Regions from separate parts of the Sus scrofa genome. Here region 1 is linked to region 2. The links are chromatin contacts, called in public Hi-C maps. All regions are on one chromosome and are shown on one strand. The core of a region is the stretch at or near the end of the contact, and the rest is flanking DNA. Distances in the headings are between cores, read along the strand shown.

What was found. A called contact is a pair of places that touch in the nucleus more often than the background predicts.
Region 1: a contact with region 2 is called in a Hi-C map of liver, with 1.7 times the contacts expected there. The contact joins two enhancer-like sites. A contact is called at or near these places in 3 of 47 Hi-C or Micro-C datasets (embryonic fibroblasts, liver and skeletal muscle).

The regions. Positions count from the first base shown.
Region 1 is chr14:109,637,471-109,640,329 of Sscrofa11.1, forward strand. No RefSeq gene overlaps it. Among named protein-coding and RNA genes, the nearest start is that of LOXL4, 45 kb to the left of the region's middle. Within about 2 kb of position 1,526, at least 43 of the 83 cell types and tissues checked have an H3K27ac peak or open chromatin away from gene starts, as enhancers often do. A contact at or near this core is called in liver, where this site is marked.
Region 2 is chr14:109,420,533-109,423,232 of Sscrofa11.1, forward strand. No RefSeq gene overlaps it. Among named protein-coding and RNA genes, the nearest start is that of CRTAC1, 31 kb to the left of the region's middle. Within about 2 kb of position 1,294, at least 2 of the 83 cell types and tissues checked have an H3K27ac peak or open chromatin away from gene starts, as enhancers often do. A contact at or near this core is called in liver, where this site is marked.

The DNA.
Region 1 (2,859 bases), core at 276-2,775, 220 kb after region 2:
GGCGTAGCTGTGGCTGTGGTGTAGGCCCCTGGCCAGGAAACCTCCATATGTCACGGGTGCGGCCCTAGAAAGACAAAAAAAACTTAAATAAATAAATAAATAAATAAAATTAAGGGGTTGATATCTCAGAGAGGAGTTCTCGGAAACCAGCAACATCCTGGCTGTGTTTAATCTAAACTGTATTTAATTGAGGCAAAAGTAGAAAGTGTTCCAAGAAATCAGAGACACTTGAGAGCATTCAAATCTGTTTCAGGAATTCCAAGGACAGCGTCCTTGGAAAGCTGCTGACAAACAGCTTTAGAATTAAAGGGCTTTAGGAGTCAATTCAATTCAACAAACTTTTATTACAGCTACTGTGGGCCCGCTGCTGTGCCAGGCGCTTTGAGGAAGCAAAGATGAATACGGCAGGTCTCGGGAGGGGGACAGAGGGAGCAGAGTCCTCGGGTGAGGGTCTTCAAAGGTGTTTGGGGAGCATGGCGTTCTGGATCTTTCTCTTGCAGCTCATCCCCATCAGCATTTTCAAAGGCTTGAGAAGGAAGGACATGGATTTAACTTTCTTTAGTCCAGAATTTCCCAAACCTGTTTGGCAACGGAGCCCCCCGCTCCGATGCCTCTGGTGAATTATTTATTAACGTCCTCAGAATATTCCATGGAACACATCGCGGGACACCTGCGGCAGCTTCAAGGTGGGGCTGAGAGGAGAATGAATGTGTTCTCTTCTTTTAAAATAAACCAGAAGTTTCCATCTTTGGGGGCTATCAGTCTTTTCTCTTTGCAGCATATGTGTCTGCTGAGGCTTGGGTGCAGCCTTGGCTGCCTTCTTAAAAGGATGTCTTTTGAAATTGAGGGATTACTCAGGGCTTTGAGGCTTTTAGCTAAAGGGATCTCTTGGGTCAGCAAACAAGTGTTTGGGGAACACAGTTCGGCCACAGCTTTCATAACGTATCCCCACAGGGGACTGACGCAGCCTGCATTTGAATCAGGAGAACATGTTGCAAAACAACTAAGGAGGAGCCATCTGCCTCCAGCTGCGGGGGAGGGGGGGGTTCGTCCACAGGGCTCCACTCTCATCTATATTGAGGTCACTCTGCCTCTGGCCAGAATCCAAGCATTTATTTGCAGGATAAAAATAGGCGGGCAACTGTTTCCAGCAGGTCAACACCCTTGGCCTTGTAACAGTGGCCTCTTCTCGGGGATGACACGTAGCAGAGCTGTTTACTCAGCAGAGCCCAGGCAAAGACGTGACGTAGCTGCCTAGGGATGTACCAGAATTAAGTGCCTTCATGGGTGTGGTGCCATGTTTCCCCGGGTGGGGACCTAGCCTGGCACTGGGGAAAGGGGCTGTCCTCCGGGGGTCCTGCAGGCTTGGCCCTGCCTTGGGCCTGTCGTGTGATCTTCCTGAGCCTGGGGTTCTTCTGTCCAACCGGGATTATCCCTACCCTGGCATGGGTAGCCTTGAAGGGCCCCCACCCCAGGTGTCTGTCATTATGCCTGGATTGCCAAGAAGAGAGAATGTATGTGGAAATGTTTTACAAACTGTAAAGTGCTGAACCGTAGAAAATAAAAGCTAAGCTTGACTGAGTGCTCACTATTTGCCAGGGTCTGTTCTAAATGAGTTACGTGCGTGATCTCATTTAAGCCTCACAAGAGCCCTAAGAGATATTCCCATTTTACAGGTGAGGAAACTGAGACTCAGAGAGGTTACGTCACTAGCTTAAGATTTCGTTTCATGAAGCTGGGGTTCTCATCCAGGGGTGTCTGTGCAGAGCCCCAGACTTCAGTTCCTGAATCTTTGCCGGGGCCTCTCTTTGGGTGTGGGGGGCAGGGATCTGAGGGTTAAGGGCTATCATACTTGTTTCTCATTTTTTTGGATCGGGCACCCCAGAGTGAGGAGCAGGGAGGGGGGGGCCTTTTCACTCGGGCCCTGCAGGTGACAGTACTTCCCTACTTCCTGCTGACGAGGTGGGGGGCACTGCCTCTTACGCTGCTGGGCGGTAACTGGTTATAGGAACGTCGAGCAAGCCCTTTGTCTTGTTGAATCCTCACAACAGCTGCGAAAAGGAGCACGGAACTCCCGGTTTGCAGCTGGGAAGACGGAGGCGCAGAGGAAACCTATGCAGTCACGTGGATGGAGCGCTTTAGCTCTTGAGCCCAAACCAGGATGCCGGCTCCAGGGCCTGTGCGTCTAACCACCACTCTGTATAAAGCTGCTGTTTCAGACCCACTGACGGACCCAAGGGGAAAGCCCAGCCTGTTGCTAACCCGACCTGGAGAGAACCAGGTGGGGCCCTTCACGTATTGATACTTCATTAATCTGCACAATTAAGGTAGGTCTTACTGTCCTGCATTGACCGATGAGGGAATTTAGAGACTTGTCCAAGGCCACCAGCTAGGAGGAAGCAGCAGGCCTGCCTGGCTCCAGAGCCCACCCTGTCTGTCTCTCTACATCTTGGTCACCCTTAGAAGCCCTCTGCTCTCTGAGGCTCTGAGTCCTTGAAGATCCAGGCAAGATGTGTCCTTCTCTATGGGACATTCAGGAGACCTGGCCTCTGCTCACCCTGACTTTATGCCTCTTTGCTTGGCAGCCCAGACCCGGGGGGGGGGAGGGGATAGGGGATGGGGGGAGAGGGAGGGGGAGGGGCAAGGAGGAGAAGGAAGAGGAAGAGGGGGGTGAACCAAATCACTTGCCTTCCACCTGTGAAGCCACACCCACAAGAGTGGCAGCAGAAAATTGAAGTTTCTTTTTCCTGCATCCTCTGGACATTTCACTGTGGAGAGCCCTGACCGGCTCTTGTCCCCGACAGTCACACACTCTCGCTGGTGCCTCATGGCACGACAGAAGGCCCAGGCCCAGGGTTT
Region 2 (2,700 bases), core at 44-2,543:
GTTATACTCCAGGTTCTGCATCCATGTGTTGGATGGAACAGGCTAATTCAAAGGCTCTGTTCAGCCACTACAGAGGCTTGGTGAAGAGACAGAGGATGGTGGCAGTTAAGCCCCTTGTCAGATTATGTAGCAGGTCCTGGCCACCTCACTTTCTGGCTCACCCCTGAGGATGCTGCAGTTGGGTTATGGTCCAATGTCAACAACCCTTGTGAGAAGATGCTGTCATCTCATCCCCTTTTCATGTCTCCTGGAGGCCGTCACACTTGGGGTGACCCCTAGACCTAAGGAGCCTTGGGGAGGATGGTTAGGCCAGCTTCATGCTAGGCATTAGGACAAGTCCCCTCCCTTGCTGCTCTCTCACCCATCCTTTGACTTGATATGACCTTGGATCCATCCCACAGAGGCATCATGTTCCCAGTTTTGAGTTTGAATATTGAAGGGTCTAAATGGACTCCTTTGGTACCAGGAAAGAGTGTCCTTGTACAGTTCAGCCTACTGGGATAGGAGTTCCAACCCAACATAATCATGGCAATAATCGCTAACACTTAAGCAGTGTGGTGCGACTATGAAATGCATTTAATTCTCCCGACAACCTAGCACATAATTCCGATTTTACTCCCTTTCTGAGACTGCAGGAACCCGAGGCATGAGGAGGGGAAGCAAATAACCTGCCTGAGGTCACACAGCTAGTACATGGTGCTGCCAGGATTCAGATCTGGCAAGTCTGACTCCATCATCCAGGCACTTAACCACTGCACGGTTAATATTGCCGCTCTAAGAGGCGAGCACCGTTCCCCTGGGCTCCCTCCTTTATAACCTATATCCATGTCAGGATCCTTGCTGGGAGGAAAGGTGCCTGGGCCAGGGCAGAATTCATGAGTTCCTTGCTCCATTACAGAATTACGGCATGGATGTGAAGGCTTTGTAAACACTGAGCATTGCCCAATAAAAGGTGTCACCGTTAGTGTTATTGGTTGAGTGGCAAGGGTCCCAGCTGCCTGGGGTGTCCTGTAGCCTAGGATTCTGCTGGAGCTGGTGACCAGCGACTCCTCCCCCTGCTCCCCAAAGGCCCAGCCTCCCCACCTTTTTCCCTCAGAGGCCTTCAGAGGAGGCATTTTGTCCTCCAGCTTAGAGCTTGACCCAAATCCCAAGAGGAGGAGATGTGCCAAGACATTGACCTGTTTTGCCAATGCTTTCGCCCAGGTGCCCTGGCTGGCTCCCAGCCCTGGCAGTGTGTCATCACCAACCTCTACAGCTACTTGCTGCAGCTTTCCCCTCTCTGTTCTCCTTTGCCCTCTACCCCCTCCTGCCACATAGCACCTGTGTCTGACATAAATAGGGGTTGCCTTCCACTGGGTCCCCATGGATTGTGGGGAAAAGGAGCGAAGAAGAAAGAAAAAGGGTCATCTCTATGCTATGTCACGTTTCTATGGTCCTTTGCCCATTTCCCACTACTTGCAGCATCAAATTCGATTGAGCATCTGCCTGTTTGGCCAACACCCCTAATGGCAACAGGAGGGAAGAAGCCCGCCCTACCCCCAGGCAGTTCGCTCACTCTGAGCCGGGAGAGGGAGAAGCGGTTCCTGGTTGGTCGAGGCTTAGCAGATGGAGAGAAGGAGTAGTTTCAGTGAAGAAGAAGCAGAGGTGGGCGAGCGAGGAAGCTGATGATGGGGCAGCTGCAGGGGTCGGGCTGGCTCAGGTGGGGGAAGGTGAGGCGTGGGATTGTCAGCTCACTGTTTGCCAGATGGGGTCCAAGCTGCAGGGAGATAGGAAGTATCCTGCTGGCACAATGCAGGACCCAAGCGGGTGAGGGGCTGCCTTGGTGCAAAGGCATATCTGGAAGTGGGACGGTCCTGGGGGCGGGGGTGTCCCAAGAGCCCCTTGTTTTACAACTGGGGAAACTGAGGCCCGAATAGGTGAGATGGCTTGACCAGGGTCCCATGGGTCATGGCAGAGCCAAAGCTACAACTGGGTTTCAAGTGAGACCTGGAAGTAACTCCCTGTTGTAAAGCTTATTAATTTTATGGCCTTGGATACTTTACCCTCTGAGCCTCAACCTCCCCCATCCGTAAAGTGGGGATGGGAGTGTTGACCTCGTGGGGCTGGTTTGAGGCTTAAAAGAGATAATCCAGCGGGCGTGTCATCCTTGTTCTCTCCACCGCACACACTGCTCTTCCGGGTGGGGCGACCCTGGCATGAAGGGATCCGGAGACTTGGGATATGAATCACCTGGGTCATCTTGAGGGTGGAATTTGGTGCGTATTTGGGGAGCAGATGCAGTGAGCGAGGGATGTAGAGGGTCAGAGGTAACAGGGAGATGCTTCCCGTTCACTGGTTGCCCTTTGCTGCTCCCCTTCCCCTGCTTCTCTGTCTGCCCACCGTCTGGATGCCGTTCCCTCCTGTGTCTCCTCCGATGCCCGCTCTTCCTTAGCCATCGAAAGAAGTACACTTGCTGTTATTTTGTCTGGTTTGGTTTTTCATTTTCAAAAATCGTATTGAAATAGAGTTGATTTACAATGTTGTATTCATTTCTCCTGTACAATCAAGTGATTCCGTTATACATATACATATATCCCTTCTTTTTCAGACTCTTTTAATTATTTTGCTTTTAATGAATAACACATTACTCTTTTTTTTTTCTTTCTCTTTTTTGCCGTACCTGAGGAATGTGGAAGTTCCCGGGCCAGGGATTGAATCCAA